Linked DNA regions of Mus musculus: region 1 is linked to region 2. Evidence: chromatin contacts called from public Hi-C data. All regions are on one chromosome and are shown on one strand. Each heading gives the region's core, a stretch centred on a gene start, on an enhancer-like site or on the middle of the called end of the contact. The rest is flanking DNA. Distances are from core to core; before and after follow the strand shown.

Region 1 (4,946 bases), core at 1,610-4,109, 70 kb before region 2:
GCTGAATGGCTTTATAATTTACTGTAAAGTAGAAAGGCAAAGCTCTGCAGGGGTCACAGCACAGTATGTCTAAGCTCTACTTGTCTAGCATGATGAAATCAAGTCTGAATGCTGTAGACAGATACCCCTGTTTTGGGCTCATTCACTGAGAAACCCAAAGCCATTTTCTTTCCCTTTGTAGAATACATATTTAAGCTAGGCATAGTAGCATACATCTATAAATGCACCACTTGGGAGGTAGCAGGAAGACTTTATAGCAAGTTGGAGGCTAGCCAGAGACACATGAGACCTTGCCTCAAAAAGCCAAAACCAAGAAAGGTTACAGATTTGTTCTTTTTTCCCCAAGGGAAAGTAGCCTCTTTTTCTAGTTACAGGGGTTGAAATACAAGTGGCCTAAAGCAATTATGTAAATTCTATTCCACCTAGCTGGGACTGATCTAGAGAGGGATATGTCACCTCATTACAGCCAAAAAGAATAAAATATCTTCAAAAACTAAAAATAAGGGTTTTTCTGACCAAGGTTTCCTAGCAAAATGCTTGAGCCACAAAACAGCAAACACCTCGATAGCTGTTACCTTTTAGTACATTAAACACATGTCAATGTCCTTATGATTTAAGTCCCTACTGGTCAGATTTCATTAACAGAGTCTGAGTTTTTTCCTGATCTGTTGAAATGCATAGTGAATAAATTAAAACCATAAGTATTATATCCTGTAAGCAACAGAGGTGTGTATTATTTGGTATTCAAGTTTGAGAGGCCCACAAACTTCAGATCAAGACACTTTGCTTCAAGCAGGGCATGTTGGTACACACCTTGAATCCCAGGACTTGGAAGGCAGAGGCAGGCAGGTCTCTGTGAGTCTGAGGGCAACCTGGTTTACATAGTGAATTCTAGGACAGCCAGGGCTACATAGTGAAAGCTATATAGTCTCAAAAACATCAATAACAGAAAGATTCTTTACTCCAGGTCAGAGGTTCTCAGTGCACGGTCCTGGGCCCATCATCGTGGATAGCACTTAAACGCTAGGTCTCCAGCCCTAAATGTACCAACTAAATAAAAACCATGAAGAATAGGGCCCACATTTTTTTTTTTTAAATCAAGTCATCTAGCTGAAACAATTCATGCTAAAGTTTAAGGACTATTGATTCAAACTCAGATTTATTCAACTAAACTTTCTGCAGTAATGAAAATGCTTTTATCTGAGATATCTAATATAGTTGCAACTAGGCACATACATGTACATAGCACTTGGAGTGTAGCCAGTGCAATTGAGAAAGGAAATTTTTAATTTTATTTAGTTTTCATTTAGTAAAATTTAAATAATTATTCATGGCCTCTGTGTTAGAGAGTCTAGGTCTGAATTAAAATAAGGAATCTTGCGAATCCAAACAGCACCTGAAACTAACATAGAAAAACACTGATATGCAACTGAATCTCTAGAGAGAGAGGTAAAACACACTAAAGTCTCTCATTCCTGACATTTTATGACCCAGCATCCCAGGCTTAGCCTGAGTTTCTCTCATTTCTAATATGATCATATGTGACCTGGTTGCTTTTAACCTCAAGCTGGCACTATGAGAAGAGCTGAAATAAGTGAAATTTGCTTGTGTTCTTCTAGAGCCTGGGCCTGGATATTGTTGAAAGAATGACAGCAACTCTCTAATGGGGGAAATAATGTAGAAGGTCTGTTATGTTCCAGAGACCATTAATAACTCCTCATAATCATCAGGTAGCAGGAGCCATGCTTTCAAGGAAGTTTATAGGAAGGTTAAGTGATTTGCACAACGTGCCCCATCTTTTTTTTCCATTTTTATTAGGTATTTAGCTCATTTACATTTCCAATGCTATACCAAAAGTCCCCCATACCCACCCACCCCCACTCCCCTACCCGCCCACTCCCCCTTTTTGGCCCTGGCGTTCCCCTGTTCTGGGGCATATAAAGTTTGTAAGTCCAATGGGCCTCTCTTTCCAGTGATGGCCGACTAGGCCATCTTTTGATACATATGCAGCTAGAGTCAAGAGCTCCGGGGTACTGGTTAGTTCATAATGTTGTTCCACCTATAGGGTTGAAGATCCCTTTAGCTCCTTGGGTTCTTTCTCTAGCTCCTCCATTGGGAGCCCTGTGATCCATCCATTAGCTGACTGTGAGCATCCACTTCTGTGTTTGCTAGGCCCCGGCATAGTCTCACAAGAGACAGCTACATCTGGGTCCTTTCGATAAAATCTTGCTAGTGTATGCAATGGTGTCAGCGTTTGGATGCTGATTATGGGGTGGATCCCTGGATATGGCAGTCTCTACATGGTCCATCCTTTCATCTCAGCTCCAAACTTTGTCTCTGTAACTCCTTCCATGGGTGTTTTGTTCCCAATTCTAAGGAGTGCCCCATCTTTTTTATTTTATATTCTAATTATGTCTGTGGAGGTAGAGGTGTGTGTGTGTTGCTGATAAATAAAATAAGAGTGTGAAGAATACACTAGAAGAGAGTCAGGAAAGGTAACTGAACAGGTGATCTGATCTGGATGGGGGCTATGTCTTCTTGAATAACAACACTACAGAGTAAACTACCTATGCCAAAGACTGGGTCTGGCCAGCAATACAGCTTTCAAGTACTAATGGGAAAGGCAAAAATCAAGGACAAACACACAAGGGACTTTTCTGAAGGTCAAAAAGGCAATAATAAATGCCAAGCCCAGAAAAGCTTTTAAATCTGACCTTTTCCTCTGCTGAAGCCATTCGCCTTCCAGCATCTTCAATCTAATAGACTGAAGTGGGCTCTTAGGAGAGAACTGGGCTGGTCTTTTCCTTAATGCTGCCTCTCCATCACTACTCAAGCAGAAGCAGTATTACTGGTAATTACATCATTATACCGTAATGGAACACATGTGGTGCAAGTGAAATAGCCCAGCAGCCCTTTAGTTGAGGAGAGGAGAAAAGAACTCCCCACTCACTGTTTCATTTTTTGTTAACCCTCCAAGTTCTGGCTCATTTTCAAAGACAAAATGCTCTTAGGATATTTCACAATCACAAAATTAGAGTCCTGAGGTGGAGATTCGTTGAAGAATGGGAGTGAACTTAATATTTTAGTGTAAGGGCAATTCTCCCCTGGAATAGGTAAAGCCTACGTCAAGCATAGTCTTTGCTGTGAATATGCGACAGTGTGGAAATAACTTGCAGCTCACAAGTTTCGGTGTCTTCATCCATAAAGAACAGCAATGCTCCAGTACAGCAGATTCTAAAATGTCAGTGGAAATAATTGAGATCGGACCAAATGACCTCAGGAGCTTGATCCTCCTACTCTCAGCCCTATCCTTCTGTTATATAAAAAGACTCCAATAAGAAAGAGAGAGTGGAGGAAAATATGGAAGGCTAACTCCAATTGGATTCTTGCCTCTGCTCTATCCATATATTAGCATCAGATCATTATCCACAACATCCTCAACATTTTCAAAGGACAGGTTCAGAACATACAAAACCATCACAGAAAGTCTCTTCCAACAGAGAGTAGTGAAGCAAGTTTCAAATGCTTCTCTAGGGTACTTTAGAAAATTGAAAGTATGTGGGAGTTTAGCATAAATTACATGTTAACAAAGCAAATACAAAACAGAGCTGATTTTTTAAAATGGTTTAAAAAATGTTTTCTTATATGTAAGGGAAAATTACTTAAGAGAGCTCAAAGAATCAAAACATACAAAAACTACACATCAACTGTTCCATACACTTCAGAACCTTAGAATTGTCCCTTCTAGAGCAAAGAAAACCAACTTTAATAAATCAAACAACACAGTCCTAAAATTTAACTTTAAAAATATTATCATGCTGATTTTTCAAGGATGTAAGATAACTGTAGAGCTTCTGGCTATGATAAATAAGGCTGCTATGAACATAGTGGAACATGTGTCCTTATTACCAGTTGGAACATCTTCTGGGTATATGCCCAGGATAGGAATTGCTGGATCTTCCAGTAGTACTATGTCCAATTTTCCGAGGAACCGCCAGACTGATTTCCAGAGTGGTTGTAACAGCTTGCAATCCCACCAACAATGGAGGAGTGCTCTTCTTTCTCCACATCCTCGACAGCATCTGCTGTCACATGAATTTTTGATCTTAGCCATTCTGACTGGTGTGAGGTGGAATCTCAGGGCTGTTTTGATTTGCATTTCCCTGATGATTAAGGATGTTGAACATTTCTTTAAGTGCTTCTCAGACATTCCGTATTCCTCAGAGAATTCTTTGTTTCTGTGTACCCCATTTTTAAAATAGGGTTATTTGATTTTCCTGGAAAGAACCCAGATGTCCCTCAACAGAGGAATGGATACAGAAAATGTGATACATTTACACAATGGAGTACTACTCAGCAATTAAAAACAATGAATTCATGAAATTCTTAGGCAAATGGATGGATCTGGAGGATATCATCCTGAATGAGGTACCCAATCACAAAAGAACACACATGATAATGCACTCACTGATAAGTGGATATTAGCCCAGAAGCTTAGAATACCCAAGATACAATTTGTAAAACACATGAAACTCAAGAAGAAGGAAGACCAAAGTGTGGATACTTCACTCCTTCTAAGAATGGGGAACAAATTACCTATGGAAGGAGTTACAGAGACAAAGTTTGGAGCTGAGATGGAAGGAAGGACCATCCAGAGACTGCCCCACCCGGGGATCCCTCCCATATACAACCACCAAACCCAGATACTATTGCATATGCCAGAAAGATTTTACTGACAGGACCCTGATATAGCTCTCTCTTGTGAGGCTATGCCAGTGTTTGGCAAATACAGAACTGGATGCTAACAGTCATCTATTGGATAGAACACAGGTCCTCTAATGAAGGAGCTAGAGAAAGTACCCAAGGAGCTAAAGGGGTCTGCAGCCCGATAGGAGGAACAACAATATGAACTAACCAGTACCTCCCAAAGCTGTGTCTCTAGTTGC
Region 2 (4,818 bases), core at 427-2,926:
ACAGGGTCTCAAGTAGCAAGCTAGGCTGGTTTTGAACCTCTGATCCTCCTGTCTCTTGTTTCCCAAGTGTAAGTGCTGGCAGTTCAAGCCTAGGCTACAGCAACAGGCAACAGAACAAAACAAAAGAAAAAGCTCCTAGTAATTAAAATATTTTACTCATATCAACTCCCCCCCCCAAATGAGCTTTCAAGCTTAAACACCCCTACTATATTACTGTATGCCAAATCTCTGTCCATTTTCAAAAGGCATGCACTAAATCCTTAGATTCCCTGCCCTTCCCCCTGCCCCCTCTTCCCAGCAAGCAAGTGACCTAAGTCAGAGCCTGGTTTCATTGACACACTTGCACTCCCCAACAACACTTCCTTTGAAAAACAGAATGTCACTTCCTCAGTCCAGAGGCCAGAAGTCCCTTGATTCTGATCTGGGGAGTAGAGACAGGAAACTCTGGTAAGCTTCTGTCCCCCATGGCCAGCCACTAGTGCAGCTGACAGAGGGCAGGGTCTGTTGGGAGCTCCCTTGATGCACTGCAGCTGGAAGCGACCGCTCACTTCCAGGCTGTGGGAGTGATTTCTCAGAGTCCAGCACTCCCAGGCAGCAGAACAAGGACGATTCTTGGCAAGTGGAGAGCGAGAAGATGGGAGGACCTGCACTCCTTTAACGGACTTTCCGTTTCTAAACTCCTCAGACTACCCCAATCTCGGATCCTGGCACCATTTTGTTCTCTGAGCTCGGTAGACAAGAAGTGGGTGCCCCGACCCCAACTGCCAGTTTCTCACGTAGAGGGGACGGCCCGTCCCACCAATTTCACTACACACAGCCAGCTCGCACCACCTAGCAATTCAGAGCCACATCTTCAGACCCCAGACACCAGACGACACAAAACTCTGGCCAGTTATTGAGGACCAAACTGCAGTGTCACCCCGTGGGGCGGAGGACCGCGGTGTGTGTGTGTGGGGGGGGGGGGTATGTGAGAAACATTCGGAATAATGGGAAAGAAGGGGGACAAACAAATGAGTCACTTAATACAAGCGCTGCACATGCCGCTGACGCTGCCCGTGATGTAGTGGCCGCAGACTGGAAGGAAGCAAGGCGGCCACCGGGGAGGGGCGGACAGAGAAAGGGACCGGGAGAGGGGCGCCGGCGCCTCGCCCTTTGTGGGCCCGGGGCCGCGCGGCCCCTCAGCCTACCCTCCCGATCGGGGCGACTCGGCTCCTTCGGCCCCGGGCGTTTTACTCTCCCGGTCGCCCGGAACAATCGCTCCAAACTTCGGCTCGGCGAGCGAGGAGTTCTCGGGGAGGCAGGCGGCAGCCGCAGCCCCGACCTGCGCCCCGCCCCTCGGCGGCGCACCTGTGACAGGTGTGAGGCGCCCCACTCGCGCCCGCCGCTCTCGCCCTCGGAGGCCGCGGGGCCCCGGCTCGCCGCGCCCGGCCTCTCTCAGCGCCCCCATCTCCGAGGCCGCGGGACAGCCCCCGGCCGCCCTCCCGCCGGGCCGCGCCCGCTCGCCCGCTCGCCTCACTCACATAGCGCCTCAACTTCTTCTCGGGAGGCGATTTCCTCAGCCAGCCGGTACACACCACGTCGTCGCCGCCGCCGCCGCTCATGTCGCCGGCTAAACTGGAGCCCGCCGCCGGCTCGCGCGGACAAGGGCGCGGGCGCGGGCTGCTGGGTCAGCCGGCTGCCGGTGCGCGGCTCGCGGGGGAGGGGAGGGGCCCGGCAGCCCCGGGGCGAGGACGAGGCAGTGAGGCGCGCGGGCCCGGCTGCCTGCGCGCGCTCGAGTTCCACCCCCCCCCCCCGCCCTCCGGCCGCGCGCGCGCGCGCGCACACACACACACACACAGCCCCACCAGGGCGCCTCAGCAGGCGGGCGCTCGCCACGCCCACAGCCCCGCGAGGTCCCCGAGGGCAGCCGGCGCAGAGGCCAGTTAGCCTGGACCCCACAGGCCCGGAGGCCGTGAGACGAGCTGTCGCCAGCAGCTGCGTCCTCAGGGTCTTGGTGGCTGTTGTTGGTTTTTTCCCCCCTCTAAGCCTGGAGCTGCAGGCGGGGTCGTGAAGACCTCTGGGTGGTGCCGGTGCTAGGGTGAGGGAAGGCCAGAGGCTATCCACCCTAGGTCGAACGTTGAGCCTATGCTCAACCCCTCTTCCCCAGCGTCGTGGAAGAGTAGGACAGAGATCCAAGGACTGCTCCGGTTTCCTGTCCATTCCCACAGTTTCAGGTTTCAGTAAGTCCGATTCTGGCTGAAATGAGTCCTGCTTCACTGTAAGTTAACTCTCACATCTCTAGGCCAGAGAAGCAGCAAACAGACATACTGTGTGCTGGGAGCTTACTGCATTCACCTTCCACAGCGATTATCTTCACTGCCTTACAAATTGGATAGGTCATAATTATACCCATTTTACAGATAGCCTGAAGCCACACAGCTGACACAATGCAGGCCTTTCTAATCCAGGTGTTTTGGGAGGAGGGGAGGGGAATCTTCTCTCCTGTTTTTTTTTTTTTTTCCCAGAGTGACATTACTGCAGTAATGTCTGTAGATCAAAGGGTGCTTGGGGGGGGGGTGTGGGGGGACTGGACGGGACTAGATCTTATTGCTGAGAAACAAAGTCCAGCTGGCGCTCTCCCATAGTGCCTCTGGGAAAACTGAATCCAGTAAAAGGAAACTGTAAGTTTTGCAGAACACAATGAATTGGAAAACAAGGAGGTATAAAAGAACAAGAAATTGTGATAAAAATGTCCAGAGTTTCCACTCATTGACTTTATAAGAGATCTCTCCTATATAAATGTGAATATAGAGATCTTTTTCTCACTGGCTTGTGCTGAGAGGGTTGAGATAAAGGACCAGGAAGCAAACACCCAACACCAGTGCTCCAGGGGGAAAGTGGAGGAAAAAGAAAAGCAAAACCAAAACCTTTGGTAAGAGTTCTTTTTTTAACTCACAAAGTACCTTTCCAAACAGCATTTAAAAGGTAGGTTCCCTTCTAGTTTCTCATGAAGTTGCTTAGTAACCCACTTTATCAACAGGGAGTTGTGTGGTTGATGCATGAACCGGAGAGGCAGCATCTTGCAATGCCTCAGCATAACCTTTGTTTTCTGGATTATTTTAGTCTTCTCTCTGGGTGCACCAAAGCTAGTTATTTTAGATAGTTGGACATCTTTTAGTCTAACAGATTTTGTTTGGATTGGGGAATCTTTAACCATTTCAATTATAAAAGCTGATTCCTACCTGTGCTTAGCAATTCTAGTCACTCTGAGAGATGAAGGGACCTTTGACCCATTCCACTGACCTTCAAGTATCCAGAGTAGCTCCACAGAACATGAAGCTAGAATGCTTAGGCTGTATCTGGGACCATAATCACCCTTGACTTTTTAATTTAGGGATTCTTAAGCCACCACTAGAATTATGGCCATTTTAAAACCTCTGGCTCCCAGGACCTTAAACACTTTGTGAGACATAAATATCAAAATACTTAGTCTGCCAAGTCAACCAGGAGGCAGTGACTCCCAGTCACAACAAAGCAACCCTGATTCCATTCACATTTGAGTCCTGGTGCCAAATCTCCAGGATTGCAGCCTGAGAAATCTGCAAAGACTGGCTGCACCTAGGGTTGTGATGGAAGTCAAGCAGACATATGCCCTACCCTCTCCTAGGAGAGCGGGAATACTAATCCGAGAATTGTGAGATTTAAGACACAGGCGGGGAGACTCATCAACTATTAGTCTGGGTTGGTTTTGTTTAGCAAAGACGGGTTGTTATTTTTAAGTTCATGAAATTGGCAGTCTGGTGTTATGTGATCAAAAACAGAAAGGGTCTTGAAATATAACAGTTACAGAGCTCCGGTTTGGGGAATCTTCAGAATGTCCCAATCCTTCTCCAAAACTCAGCAGGGGCTACACATAGTGCCCCTGCTCTTCTGCCCTGACTTTCATTGTCTGTCCTTATTAGTGGGTGCCCAGAGGTGCTAGCTGCACACAGGGAGCATGACTGTTGTTGGGCTCCCTGGCTCTGTCTTCAGACTCTCAGAAGTGCGTGAGGCCTGGAGACAGCCCTTGGACAGAATGTTCCTGTCTGGACTTTCACTATGTCCTCTCCATTCGCTGTTGTGTCCCCAGCCCCCCATCTCCCTAGAAAAAACTGGAAAACAAATTATGTGAATGATTTATTAACGTGAAGATGGGCGCCATCTATTGGAAATAGTTAAAATGACACCGACCCCTAAGCCCTGCAAGGACATGCTTCGCTAGATTGTAATTTAGGCAATTTTGATTAAAGACCACTGGTATTTCCTAAGAGGAATTAATAGCCAGCCCCAAGAGTTCTTTGGGACATTAATCCCATATTCCCATTAAGTTCCCAGGAAATGAACATTTTAGGGGAGGTTGTCATGCAGAGATTTAAAACAAGCACACATTGTGTGTGTGTGTTGTGGGGGGTAGGGGTGGGCAGACACCACCTATGCCTTGTTGCCATCTCCTCCACAAAGCCTGGGCTCTAATGGGTGAGTGTGGCTTTGAATGTTATGGGAGGCAGCCTGCATTCGTGCCTGTCTCAAAGCTGAGGATTTGTGGCCAGCAGCAGGTGCATGGCTGGTGGAAGGATCCCAGGAATGGGTTGAGAGAGCTGGAAAGAGCTGTCCTCAACTGCACACCAGGCTGGAGTGATTAAAAACCATTCTCACGAGGCTTGACGTCAGTCGTTGGCCTGCTAGTGGGGTTGGATGTTTCTGCCTTTTCTTCCCTTCAATTGAGAAGACAGGTTCATTTCAGAGCAGAGTGCTGCCTGTGCAGTCAGTGTGAGCAGATGAGCCATCTCAGCTGGTGAC

The links. Hi-C and Micro-C count contacts between places; a contact is called where the count stands out from the background.
Region 1: a Hi-C map of the N1E-115 cell line shows a contact between it and region 2, with 4 times the contacts expected there. The contact joins the enhancer-like site here to the promoter of Gab2 in region 2. A contact is called at or near these places in 1 of 15 datasets of contacts at CTCF or cohesin (the NIH/3T3 cell line), 4 of 484 Hi-C or Micro-C datasets (the HPC-7 cell line, the N1E-115 cell line, adipose-derived mesenchymal stem cells and 1 more), 6 of 115 datasets of contacts at active chromatin or transcription factors (the 230-238 cell line, the HPC-7 cell line, bone marrow-derived macrophages and 3 more) and 1 of 9 other capture datasets (adipose tissue).

What each region holds. Positions count from the first base shown.
Region 1 is chr7:97,149,189-97,154,134 of GRCm38.p6, reverse strand. All of the region lies in intron 1 of Gab2 (growth factor receptor bound protein 2-associated protein 2), which reads right to left. Among named protein-coding and RNA genes, the nearest start is that of Gab2, 70 kb to the right of the region's middle. Within about 2 kb of position 2,859, at least 10 of the 459 cell types and tissues checked have an H3K27ac peak or open chromatin away from gene starts, as enhancers often do. A contact at or near this core is called in the N1E-115 cell line, where this site is marked.
Region 2 is chr7:97,078,609-97,083,426 of GRCm38.p6, reverse strand. It overlaps Gab2 (growth factor receptor bound protein 2-associated protein 2), which reads right to left and starts at 1,676. Exons shown (of 10, transcript NM_010248.2): 1 at 1,521-1,676. The coding sequence starts at 1,601.